Linked DNA regions of Mus musculus: region 2 is linked to region 1. The links are chromatin contacts, called in public Micro-C maps. All regions are on one chromosome and are shown on one strand. Each heading gives the region's core, a stretch centred on a gene start, on an enhancer-like site or on the middle of the called end of the contact. The rest is flanking DNA. Distances are from core to core; before and after follow the strand shown.

Region 1 (6,057 bases), core at 2,781-5,280:
TGCGTCTGTTTTCCTATCAAGAACACCCCTGAAACAGTACCTACTTTCCAGGCTCCTGAGAGATGGAGGAGGTAGTTCGGGGTGTAGGAGTGCCTAGGGAGGGGTTCCACAGAGCTACTGCAGGGGCCATCATTATAGACTCTCAGCTCCGCCCACCCCAACTATGCTTTTTCCCCTAGAGAGGATTGCACCTCTCCTCTCCTTCACGGTGTACAGGCAGAGCTGCATCTGGTTATGAAAGCCTAAGTGACGAACCTAAGGCTTCTCTTTCCTCATGTCTCCTGTGCTAACAGAGCATCACCTGATAACGAACTGGACACACGGTCCATTTGGACTTAGTGTCTGTGTTCTGGAAATGGGAGTATATGTTTCCATCCTACTTACTGGGCCAGTAAGTTTCAAAAGAAAATAGTGGGTGATGACTTTAGCTTGGGACAGCTGGGTTCTGGGGATTTTTATTTTATTTTATTTTTTTAAAATTTCATCTAAACATTCTGAAGTCAGGGATCTTCTAAGGGTGCAGTAGGTCTGTACTAACCATGAAAATCTGACTTGAAATTTGCACTCTGTACTTGGGTACATCTCTTGGGCACATCCTGCTCAGACAGGACAAGATCTAAGGCTTTAAGGACTTCCTAACACTGGGGCCGGAGGTTTCCTGTGGAGCTGGTTAACAGAAGTACCTGCACGATGTGGGAGAGGTTGTCTGGTCTCTCTGAATGCAGGGGCTAAAGTGAAGAAACCGCTCCCCTTGTGGCCCACCCTGAGGTCAGGGTGTGGAGGAGTCCACCTGGCTGTGAATTGGGAGCCCTTGGGGATGGCTATGACCTGTTCTCTTGCTTAGTGGTGCCTCAGGCACTCTGTCATTTCGTGGTGGGATACTCAGGTTGCCTTCAGTCCTTCGAGCTGGTCTTTCCTTTGAAGCCTGATGACAAGAGTTCCTGAGTTTGTCTGCAACTCAGAGGCAACTTTAAAAGAGAAGTTAGAGGGGAAGCGGCTATCTGGGAACATGGTGAATGTTTGGTGAGATCACTCGGTGCTTCCCGTAACTTCCTCTTATGTGCACACCTGGCGGTAGGAAATACTTGAGGGTTTTTTCCACTAGCAAATGAGAGCTTCAAGGGCTTGGTGCCGACCGCTGTTCTCAAGCCCTGGCCAGTTACCACTGTCTATTTTATCAGCCTGTGTGCACATTTATAAAGGGGCAGTTCAGTTTGGAGCCCAGGCACCAAGGGCTTTGTTTTAAGGCTTTGTTAAAAACTGGAGCCCACATCCCTTCTTTCCGTTGATGCCATCCATACCCAGATCTCAAGGCATATGTGTTAAATGCCAAAGTACAATTTGTGCATTGGTCTTTAAAAAAATAATTCTTATCTGCATGTATTAGTTAACTGATGAACTCCACTTGTTAGAACTGGGAAGAAAACCACTTCATGGTTGTTGTTTTTTTGTTTTTCCGAGACAGGGTTTCTCTGTGTAGCCCTGGCTGACCTGGAACTCACTCTGTAGACCAGGCTGGCCTCAAACTCAAAAGATATAGAAGGTATCCTCCTCACTGGGTACAGCAATCAAACTTCTCACCACAGAACTGGCTACCAGCTACTGCAAAGAAAAACTGCAGATGGGTCAACGTGGTTGACCTTACCATTTCGTAGGAAAAAAATTGGGAGAAATTAGTTCTAAGGTTATACATTTTTAAGACTTTGGAATAAAGTTACTTTTTAAAAAACATACATTTCTATGGTCTTGATTTATGCCTCCCCAGTGGGTGTAAAGAGTGGGGGTTCAGACTCATGCCTGTAATCCCTGCACTTGGGAAGCTGAGGCAGGACTGTGTGGGATTGACTGAGTGCAGCCCAGGCTACAGAAAGAGACCTTGTCTAAAGAAACATCAGCGCTAACTAGCTAGCTAGCCAGCCAGGTGACTCAACCTGTAAAGGTATTTATTTCCAAGCCTAAATTCAATCTCTGGAACCCACATGGTAGGTGAGAACATATTCCCACAAGTTGTGCCCTGGTGTCCACATACATGCCACGGGATCTCTCAACTAGCTGCGCTCGCGCGCGCACACACACACACACACACACAAACAGAAGATACGTAAACGGGCATTTAAAGAGCCATTTGGAAGAAAAGAGCTGTAAAGGTGGTTTTCTTTTGTCCCCGTTACCACTTGACTTGTGCACGCTGAATGCCTAAGTACAGTAAAGGACGTAGCTCACCAATAGAGTGTTTATTTAACTATGCATGGGTTCAGTCTCCAGTGCCTTAAAATAGAAACAAACCAAACCATTAAAAATGAGACCCTAAAGACAGCAGGAAATGGCATTTGGGAAATGAAGCACAGGAAGGAGGAGCTGGAGGGATGGATGGCTCGGTGATAGCGCTGGCAGCTCTGCAGAGGACTGAGCTCAATTTCCATTGCCCACAGGACCGCTCACATCATTTGTCCATCAGTTCCAGGGAATCCCATGTCCTCTTCTGTTTTCTTTGGAGACCTGGAAAGTATGTGCAGGCAAAACCACCCCTCCCACACAAGTATGCACACATGTATACACACACACACACACATGTACACACACACCCCTAGTGGTGACATACTAGGGACAATACCGTTGGCCTCCACAATATATTCACAAAGAACACTGATGAGAAAATGGTAGAGATGGGGGAAACATGACACGTTAAAAAGAACTGGGAAATAGTGGAAAGTTAAGTCTGGAGAATAGAATTGGGATCTAAGGCGATCAGGAAGGACATCAGAAATAAAACGGGAACCCCGGGGCTGAGTAAGGGTGAGGAACAAGCCATTAAAAAAAAATGCCTTTAGATATCGAGTGTGTTAAGGGAGGCTGTTAAGTAAGAATGAAGAACGAGAAAGGGGACAGGGAGGTAGAAAACGTGTGTGTGTGTGTGTGTGTGTGTGTGTCCTCAAAACAGACAACTGATAAACCGCGGGTATCTTCTAGGAGACCTGAGAACTGGGTCATGAATAGTGTGCCTGGACTAAACGCTAAGTGGAAGAGAGACGCATACAAAGCAAGAATGTAGAAGCAAGGTTCCTACCGTTCCAGCTCAAAAAACATGGGAGAGCAGACTTAAACCCATCACTTTTCCTTCCCTGGCTCCACATTACAAAGAGATCTATGACTCAAAAGGGAAGGAAATGGGGACATTGAACTTGGAGAAAAAAAAGTCCAGGCTGGAAACAGGAAAAGGGACTGGAGCGACCTTGAGTGTGGGTGGTGGGTGGGGTGGTGACAGGACACTACCAGGGGATTACAGAGCCCATGAGAAAGTCCAAAGCCAAGGAACAACTACAGGAACTACTTAAAACCCCTTTTCTCCTACCCTGGCTCCAAGTTAAATCCACCCGACACAAACAGGACCAGGACCCGAGGCACTAGCATCTGAGGACACGAAGAGGGAAATCTCGGGGTGTGTGGGGGTTAACCTTGACCTCCTCTCCCCTTAGTTCCTCCCCCTTGGCTTTCCCAGCATCCCTCCCGCTGGGGCCGTTGTCAAGGCCAGCATTTCAGCTCCCGCTGGGATCCCCAGTTCCCTGCCCCCCAGCCAGCATCATGACCCGGGCAGCTTCCCTGAGCCTCGAGCGAGCGAGCAGTCCCTTAGGTTTCTCCACGACACCCCCAGCCCTTGCCCGCCCCACCCCCATCTCTACTCGCTCCAATTTTAGGTTTCCACTTTGGATGCTCTCGGAGACCCCCAACCCCATCCTGCCCGGGGCTCCCCTGCCCCCTTCTCTGTCTGCTCTGCCCAGTGTTCCCCCCCACCTCGGGTCCCCTTAGCCCCGCTTCCTCCGGGCTCCGCGTCCCTTTAGTCCGGCGTTCCCTCCCCCCCCCCGCTCCCCGCCCCCCGCCTCCCGCCTCCGTCCCCACAGCTCGGCGTCCCCCTCGAAGCTCCGCGTCCCGCGCCCGCCGCCCACTCCGCCTCCGCCCCCGCATCCCCAGCGTTTCCCCTGCGAGCTCTCCGCCCCGGCCCCGGCCCCGCCCCCGCCGGCCGCCATGTGACGGGAAGCAGCTGATGGCCTCTGCGGGCGGCAGCGGCGGCGGCATTGGCGGCGGTGGTGGCGGCGGCGGGCGCGGCCGCGGCGGGGCGGGCGCGGAATGAAGGCCCACGGCCCTGGGGGCTGAGGCGCCCGCCGCCTGGGGCGGGCCGCGCGTCCTCATGGAGGCCGGAGGTGAGTGCGGCCGCGGCGGGGCGGCGACCGAGGCGGGGAGGGCAGCTTTGTTTCACTTTCGCTGTCAGCTGCGGCAGCCGGCCTCCTGCCACCGCGGGGACCGGCCGCCGTCCCTGAGCGAGCCCACTGGACTGGGATGGCTCCAGAGTCCCCGGGTCGCCTGCGCCATGGCCGGGCTTCTGGCCTCAGCGCCCATCGCGGCTCGGTAGTAGCTGCGGCCGCTGGGTGGGTGCCTGGGAACGGGGTGGGGCCCCGGACACTGCCCCGGGGTGACACGTAGGTCCCGACACCCTAGTGGGTGAGGTCCACAGCTGTCACCACGAAAGCTCAAAGTGAGAGCACGGGATGAACTTGCTGGCCGCCTGGAAAAGCGCAGAGATGCTAGGGATGGCTAGACCTGCAGCCCCTCGGGGCTTCTCCCTGGAGGGCTCTTGTCCCAGCGTCCTGATCACGGAATAGTAGCGTGGGTTGGGGACCTGGGGGAGGGGGCTGTCGCCACACTCCAGGGTCCCCAAATACCGGAGCTGAAAGACAGATTCCGTAGGGGGATTTTAAGAGTCAAGGCCTAGGGCTCAGACTTGTTCCGGTGAAGTTGAAGCTTCACCCAGGTCTGGAGGACTCGGATGCACCAGAGGGCTGGCAGGGCCGGATGGGGTTGTTGGAAAGGCAGGTGTTCCCTGGGGTGGTGTCCCCTTTGCATTTAGGAAATGACATTTCTTTGTTTGCAGGAGCCAGGCTTTCAGGGAAAGGTGTCGCGGCAGCTCCTCTCCCGGGTTTCCATCTAGATTAAAACCTTTCAGTATCTTCCCTATAGAATTCTGTTTAAATGGCCCCTACTGTTTTCTTCTGTGACTCTTTTTATAGCTTCCGTTTTCGTTTCCATTGATGCCTCAAAGTTGTATCTCAAAGCAATCTGTGACCAGACCACCTCCCCCCCCCCACACACACACTTTTTTTTTAAACCGGAATCTTTTCCAGTGCAGAGTTTTTCCCTAGTGATTGACGTCTGTGTGGTAGGCGGTGGGCAGAGCTGTTGGGAGCTACCAAGCTACTGTTAAAAAGGCCAGACACTAGGCCAGAGTTTTACTCTCTTTTCAAACTGAATAATGTCTATTGTAAAAGGATTACAGTAGAAAACAGTAGAACGGTGGTTACAATTAATTTATTCATTCAACAAATATTTATTATCTGGTATGTGCCGGGCACCCTCTGGGTCCTTGCTGGCCCAGAGTAATATAATAGCAATATGTAATTTAAACGTAGACACATTAAAAAAAGGCAACAGTTGAAATTAAAAAGGATAACGTATCTAAAATATTTCAAGTTTAATTTATGCCATGAAACAAAAATTATAGGAATGTTTTGGAGACGGAAGAATTTTTCTGTGTGGGCGTTTTAACTGCCAGTTTGTCTGCACCACGTGCTGCGTGCAGTGCCTGAGGGGGCCAGAAGAGGGCGTCGGAGCCTTTGTACCAAGTTACAAAGAGTTGTGAGCCTCCAGGTGGTTCTGGGGATGGAACAGCAAAGCGGCTCCTATGCAGCTGTAACAGCTGAGCCATCGTTACCGCTAAGGCTTTACAGTGTGGTGTGTGCTTTATAATTTTTAAAAACTATTCTTAGATTTACTTTTTTATATTTTATGTGTGTGTTTTGCCTGCATGGATGTCTGCACAATGCATGCACCTGGTGCCTGCAGAGGCCAGAAGAAGGCATCAGATCCCTCGAAACAGGAGTTACAGACAATTGTGAGCTACCATTTGGGTACTGGAAATCCAGCGCAGGTTCCTCTGCTAGAGTAACGAGTGCTTTTAACTGCTGAGCCATCTCTCCAGTTCCATGTATTATATTCTTAAAGATT
Region 2 (6,535 bases), core at 3,008-5,507, 680 kb after region 1:
TTTGAAAGATCCATTGCTGGAGGAAGAAGGTAGGCCAGGGCGAGAGGGAGGAGCAGGGGTACCAGACATCCTGTCACTTCCTCCAACTTCATCATTAATTCATAAAGCGAGAAGGTCGACTGGACATTTCCACCTGTGGCAGCCGGCACCTTATGCAGGAAGACAAAAAGGTCCTTTGTTGTCCCCGCAGCATGACCTTTGCGGACAGACATGCTGTCAGCAGTGGCCTTCCACTTGGGAGGCAACAGGAAGTGTTCAAGGCCATGCCAGCCAGGGCCTTAGAACCTCTAGAAGGGGAGGCAGGAGGCGGGGACATTGCTGATGAGACTGAGCCTCCCAGAGCCCCTTCAGGAGAAACCTGGCTGTGCCTCAAGGGCCTCTGTAGAAAATATCTTGCCACAGCTGGAAGAGGGTCCCCCAGCAAGTGTGGACTGAGCACCTATCTCAAATCCAGAGTGCTCCCAAATGCAAACTTCCTGAGCACTGGTGTGACACCCCAAGTGGAAAATTCCTCCCTGACAGCATATGACAGATGCGCTCAAGACACATGAAGGGAGACTTCGGTGGGGTTGGGGGAGACACAGTGATAGGGCAGGTGCCTAACTGGGAGACTTTTGGATCAATCTCCAATACCACAAAAACAAAGTAGATGCCCAAAAAACACATGCTGGGCAGTGGTGGCGCATGCCTTTAATCCTAGTATTATAGAGGCAGAGACAGGTGGATCTCTGTGGCTTTGAGGCCAGCCTGATCTACAGAGTGAGCTCTGGGACAGCCAGGGCTACACAGAGAAACCCTGTCTTGACCATCCAAAAATAAACACACACACACACACACAGTCTCAGTTCATTGCATGCCTGCCCCCAAATAATCCAGAACCAAGTAAAACCAGTGTGGTGATTCCAGGAATGAGAAGTGGAGGCAGGAGGATCAGAAGTTCAAGGTCATCCTCTGCTTCTTAGTGAGTCTGAGGCCAGTCAGAGATGCATACAACTCTACCTGGAAACAAACTATTATGTAAAATCACTTTGGTGTTTTAACTTGGCCCCCTCCCTATGATACCTCACCTGTAACAAAGTAAGACCTGAAACTTGCACAGTCCAAGGCTTTCAAATAGCTGTAATTACAACTTCTGCAGCTGGCCACATTCCAACATACACAGCATTTTAAATTATATTTATGTGTTCATGTCAGTGCTTATGTGGGTGCATACCCCACAGCACAGCCTTGGTGGCAAGAGCCTCCACCCTCTGAGCCATCTTTTGCTAGCCTTGCATGGCAACTTTTACACCCAAATTCCATAACGCCCTCACCTCTTATCTTTGGCATACCAAAAGTTTTACTTCTGAAGCCTGCAAGCTCAATAATTATCCTTTTGGACAAACATTTATTCTTGCAAAAACTATTCCTTGTGGATTTACTTTTCTTATTTAACACAGTTTCACATAGATTTCCCAGCAAGGGTCTGTGAATTATAAACTGAACTCTCTTCTGCTGGTGTCTACGATTGAACATTGGGCTGGGTATAAAATTTTAGCTTGCTAGGTGATCCCCTGCTCCCAGAGTTCTGTTCTGTTTTGGATTACTGTTGATAAATGAGGTTTTGTCTAATGGTTTTTTTTTTTTATATAAATGAACACTTTATTATATGTAAGTATACTGTAGCTGTCTTCAGACACTCCAGAAGAGGACACCAAGTCTTGTTACGGATGGTTGTGAGCCACCATGTGGTTGCTGGGATTTGAACTCTGGACCTTTGGGAGAGCAGTCGGATGCTCTTACCCACTGAGCCATCTCGCCAGCCCCTAATGGGTTTTTATTGTTGTTGTTGAAACCTATTTTCCCTCTGTTTTAAAATTTTGTATCAGTGTTTTTTTTTTTTATATGATCATGCCTGGGAATGGATTATGCTGTTCCTTTCTAAAAAGGATTCATGTCTTCTATCACAAAAGTTATTGCTTCCCTGTGAGTGTGAGTGATCTTACCTCTCAGTGGTTCCTGTTACAAATATGTTGGACCTTCTTGCTGTCTTCTGAACACCTCTTGACCTTTCTTTCTTGTTTTCTTCATTGCTCTGAGCCACACCCAGCATCATTTCCTCAGGCTTGCCTTTCAAATCACTAATTTTCTCTCCAGCTAAGTTGCAACCTTTATTCATTATGCTGGCTGATTTTATATCAACTTGATACAAACCAGAGTCCTCCAAGAGATCCTGCAGTAAGACATTTTCTTAATTAGTGATTGACGTTGGAGGGCCCCACCCATTGTGGGTGGAGCCTGGTCTGGTAGTCTTGCTGTAAGAAAACAGGCTGAGCAAGCCATGAGAAACAAGCCAGTAAGCAGCTTCCTCCGTGGTCTCTGCTTCAGCTCCTGACTCCAGGTTCCTGCCCTGTTTGAGTTCCTGGCGATGAACAGTGATTTGGAAGGAAGTGTAAGCCAAATAAGCCCTTTCCTCTCCACATTGCTTTCTTTGGTCAGGGTGTCTCATCGCAGCAGTAGAAACCCCTAAGATGCCAGCTAAAGTTTTAAAATTCTAATTGCATACAATTATGCTCATGCTGTAGTGTTCAAATATCCTGCTTTGATCTGTGTGATTTGGCCTGATGTGATGTGTGAGTTCAACTCCTGCCGGAGGCTGTCCCTCCCTCACACAGGGCTCCTGTTTGTCCTGAGCCACGGTAGTGATTTCCAGGGTGCTCTGCACTTTTTGTGTTAAGTATCCCAGGGTTCTGCCAGTTTGGGGCTGAGGTGGGGAGGTTTAGTGGAAAGCTTCCCTCTTCACTCTTCTCCCAGCAGAGGTGGGACCTCCTTCACTCTCCAGGATGGCAGAAACCTTGTCCTCTGACCCCCTGGAAATGAATGGCTATCCTTTTCACTTCAGTGTTCTGTGGGGCCCTTAAGCTTACCCAGACCCAAGGCCAGGTGGGTCCGCCATTATTGTCATCAGTGCTGTGGCCATTTTAACACTGTCTGGCAACTTCAGCTCATCACCTCGTGGGGGTCTCAGTCCCTGGTTGCTTCTGGCAAATAGATGTGACCTCCTCCCTCCCCCGGACAGGGTCTTGTCCCGCACCCCGAGCTGTCCTACTGGAGATCCTCCCGCCTCTGCCTCCTAAATGCTGGATTTACAGGTGTGTTCACCTAGGCCTTCCCTGTTCAGGGAAAGCTCTGCCTTCTGAGCTTAGCAGGTTATTGAGGTGGCTGCTGGGTTTCTCCAGCGGCCGCGTGTTTAGAGTGCCAGGTGGAGCCCGTGCTAGCTCTCAGAAGCCCGGCCAGGTTCTCTGATTTCATTCTGGTTGCGGTTGCACGTGAGGTTAAGTTCCTGCCTCTTGATTCAGCCTCAGATATGTTGGCTGCGAAGAGTTCTGAGGGCGAGGCTGAGCTGTCTCCTGGATGCTGCTGCATCACGCCCACTTTCTGAAATGTCTGCTTAGATGGAGCTGGACCCCGCCCTTCTGAACGGCTCCACTGTGATGCAGAAATGGAATGTGGCCCCCCCCCCACCGCCCCCAGCACATGGCAGGAATGAAGCAACCCTTCCAGAGCTGTGTGACCCTCGGGGAGCCACACTGCCTCTCTGATCCTGTCTCAACAGTCAAGTGGTGTGTGCTGCCTGCCCAGCCCTGGCTCAGCTCCCGCTGGAGGCAGGCTGTCACTCTCTCTATTCCAGCTATAAGGAGAATGTAAAGTGCAGAGTAAAGATGGAGGAAGACGGTGCGCTCCAACTGTGGCGCTCAGAGCTGCGCGCTCCCACTCTTAGAGCTCCCTGAATTGCTCAGCTCTCAGGATGTGTGGCAGGGGGAAGGCAATCCACCCGTCATGTTTACCCCACCCACCCCCATCCCCACCCCCAAGGATGTGTTCTGTACAGAAACAGCCCACAGTGTCCCCAGCAGGACCCTTGGTGCCCCAGGTGACAGTAGATGATGTGTCAGAGATGTTGGGCTGGACCATTTCTGCCTCGGGGCCGGTTTTTGCACCGGCCTGAAGTCTGTGTGAAGAGGGTCCGAGGGTCTGTGCTCCAGGTTGAATTTGAAAAAAAACAAAAAAACAAACAAAAAAAAAACCAAACCAAACCAAACAAAACACTTCAAAGAGGCCAGGTGCATCCTGGGTAGATTGTAAAGTCCATGGCAGCAGGGTGAGTGGGTATCAGGGCTGAAGCTGCCAAGGCAGCAGGTGGAGGAGGGGTGCTCACGAGAGAGGGCAGCTGGCCCAGGATCCCCTGCGAGGAGGCTCCCGGAAGCCCAGCCTCCCTCCCTCCCTCCCTAGCCACGAATTAGTCACTGCTGTGTCTGGAGCCCCAGGTGGCCTCCCTGTGGAGCTCAGAGCCAGCCGAACAGCCCTGAAGATTGGGGTTGCCTAGGGCATGCAGCAAGCCAGTCACAGCCAGGCTAACGGCTGTGGTTTCTCCATCCAGCTAAGTAGTCACTGATTTTGTTGTTGTTGTTTATTTGTCTTTTCAATTGAAGCCAAAGTTCATGTGACATAAAATTTACCATTTTAGGACAGGGAAGTGGCCCAGTCGGTAAAGTGCCACCTGTGAGGATCCAAGTTCGCGCTCCCTGGTACTTTATTCCCAGCACTGGGGATGCAGAATCGGGAGGAGCCCTGGGGCTCTGTGGCCAATCTGCTAGCAGGCTGAATCTGTGAAGCAGGTGCCCTGAGGGACCCTGGCTCAAAAACCAAGCTTGAGAGTGGCAGAGGAAAACACCAGATGTTGACCTCACCCCTTCCACAGGCCCCCATGTAAAACACAAGTGTACACACATAAACACACATGTACACACATGCACACACACATATACTCATACACATACATACATACATACACTCATACACTCACTCACACATACATACACACACATAACAAACACATGTACACACATGCACAAACACATACACTCACACACATATACACACATACATACTCACATAACACACTTCTACACACACATGTACACACTTAAACACACACATAACACACATACACACTTGTACACACACAGTCATACACATACATACATACACATACACTCACTAACACATACACTCACTAACACACTTGTACACACATATACACGCAATACACACATAAGCAGACACATGTATAATACATATACACATACACACATAAACACACACATACATACACTTACACATATAAACACACATACACACATAAGCACACACATACACACTCACCATTTTAATTACTGTGAAGTGAACGACTCGGTTGGGTTCAATGCATTTAGAGTTCTAAACCACCATCTCTGTTTCCAGATCATTCCATCACCCCCAATTAAACCCTGTACCCACCCATTATCCATTTTTACCCTCTCCTCCCGGACCTTGCCCAGCAAGAGTCTTTTTCCATTCCCATGGAGTCACCTGGTATGTCGCTTGACATATAGACTTGTGGACCAGGTGGCTTTGGTGCTGGCTATGACATTGTCAACACCCTGTGTGCCAGTGAGGGTCCCCACAGCCTCTCTTGATTGGGAACAAGAGAGTATGCCCATGTACTTCTTCTCCTCTCATACAGTTGTCCACAGGCGACTTGGCTGTTGCCACCTTGGAGAGCTGTGAATAGTGTTGGAGATGGCTCGTCGCCATGGGAGCCACTTCCCAGGAGGTGGGAAGTGTTATTGTTTTCTCAGAGGAGGTGGCAGCGTCAGTAGATCGGCAGAGGCAGACGCCTGCTTAAGGAGGGGTGCAAAGCCGCCTCTCCCTGCTGCTGGCCTGGGCACGGGCTGATGTCTGTATACATGGCGAGTCCCCTGTCTGGAGAGTCCTGGCGGGGTCTGTGGGATGCTAAGGTCCTACTTGGTTGAGCCAAGCATCCGTATTCAGGTTGTAGTGGCTGCTGGGCACAGCAGGGGGTAGGGAAGCTTGGGGAGCCCCCAAGGAGAGCAGGGTTAGGCCCCTCTGGCCCACTTGCCTCTCGATGCCCAGCCCTTTGCTTCTCTTCAGGCCGGCTGCACCTGCTGGCTCCCCCAATTCCTGGCCCTCTCTGGATCTATACTCCATCTTGCCAGGAGGCCTGTTCCCTGAAGGTGAAGACTCTAAAACGCATCCTAATGGATGAAGTCAGCCAAACTCCCCCTACCCCGCCCCCCCCCATCTCCCCCAGCTGCCCCACCCCACCACTTGCTTCATGTCTCAGGCTGCAGGGATCTCCATCAGACATACCCTCCACCCCACCCCCATGGCTTCCCATTGAAAGAACTCAGTGGGGAAACCCCCACTCAGCTCCCGATTCGGCGTGCACCCAAGAATCACGAATAGAACACAACACCTTGATGTAACAACAAGAGGTTTTTTAATGGCAGAGCTCCGGGTCGAAACGTATCTCACATAACAGGAGACAGTGGATTCGACCACGAGGCTTGGAAGCTAGGGGTTTTTATAGAAAAGGAGTGGGGCTGGGGGAGGAATTGGCGCGGTTTCACATGATTGGTCCATTTAAACATCAGCAGCCTGTAACATTTAACTTAGGTCAGAGGGGTGGGAGCTAGGGAGGCGATGGGCTTGC

What was found. Hi-C and Micro-C count contacts between places; a contact is called where the count stands out from the background.
Region 2: a Micro-C map of embryonic stem cells shows a contact between it and region 1, with 2.5 times the contacts expected there. The contact joins the enhancer-like site here to the promoter of Wsb2 in region 1. A contact is called at or near these places in 1 of 39 promoter capture datasets (the 3T3-L1 cell line), 2 of 484 Hi-C or Micro-C datasets (both in embryonic stem cells) and 1 of 115 datasets of contacts at active chromatin or transcription factors (embryonic stem cells).

Annotation. Positions count from the first base shown.
Region 1 is chr5:117,353,275-117,359,331 of GRCm38.p6, forward strand. It overlaps Wsb2 (WD repeat and SOCS box-containing 2), which reads left to right and starts at 4,031. Exons shown (of 9, transcript NM_021539.5): 1 at 4,031-4,199. The coding sequence starts at 4,187. It overlaps Gm42012 (a long non-coding RNA gene), which reads right to left and starts at 3,586. Exons shown (of 2, transcript XR_878716.2): 1 at 3,353-3,586; 2 at 2,216-2,499. It overlaps Vsig10 (V-set and immunoglobulin domain containing 10), which reads left to right. Exons shown (of 10, transcript NM_001033311.3): 10 at 1-1,732.
Region 2 is chr5:118,033,699-118,040,233 of GRCm38.p6, forward strand. The region is part of intron 1 of Tesc (tescalcin); the gene reads left to right. Among named protein-coding and RNA genes, the nearest start is that of Tesc, 9.2 kb to the left of the region's middle. Within about 2 kb of position 4,258, at least 156 of the 459 cell types and tissues checked have an H3K27ac peak or open chromatin away from gene starts, as enhancers often do. A contact at or near this core is called in embryonic stem cells, where this site is marked.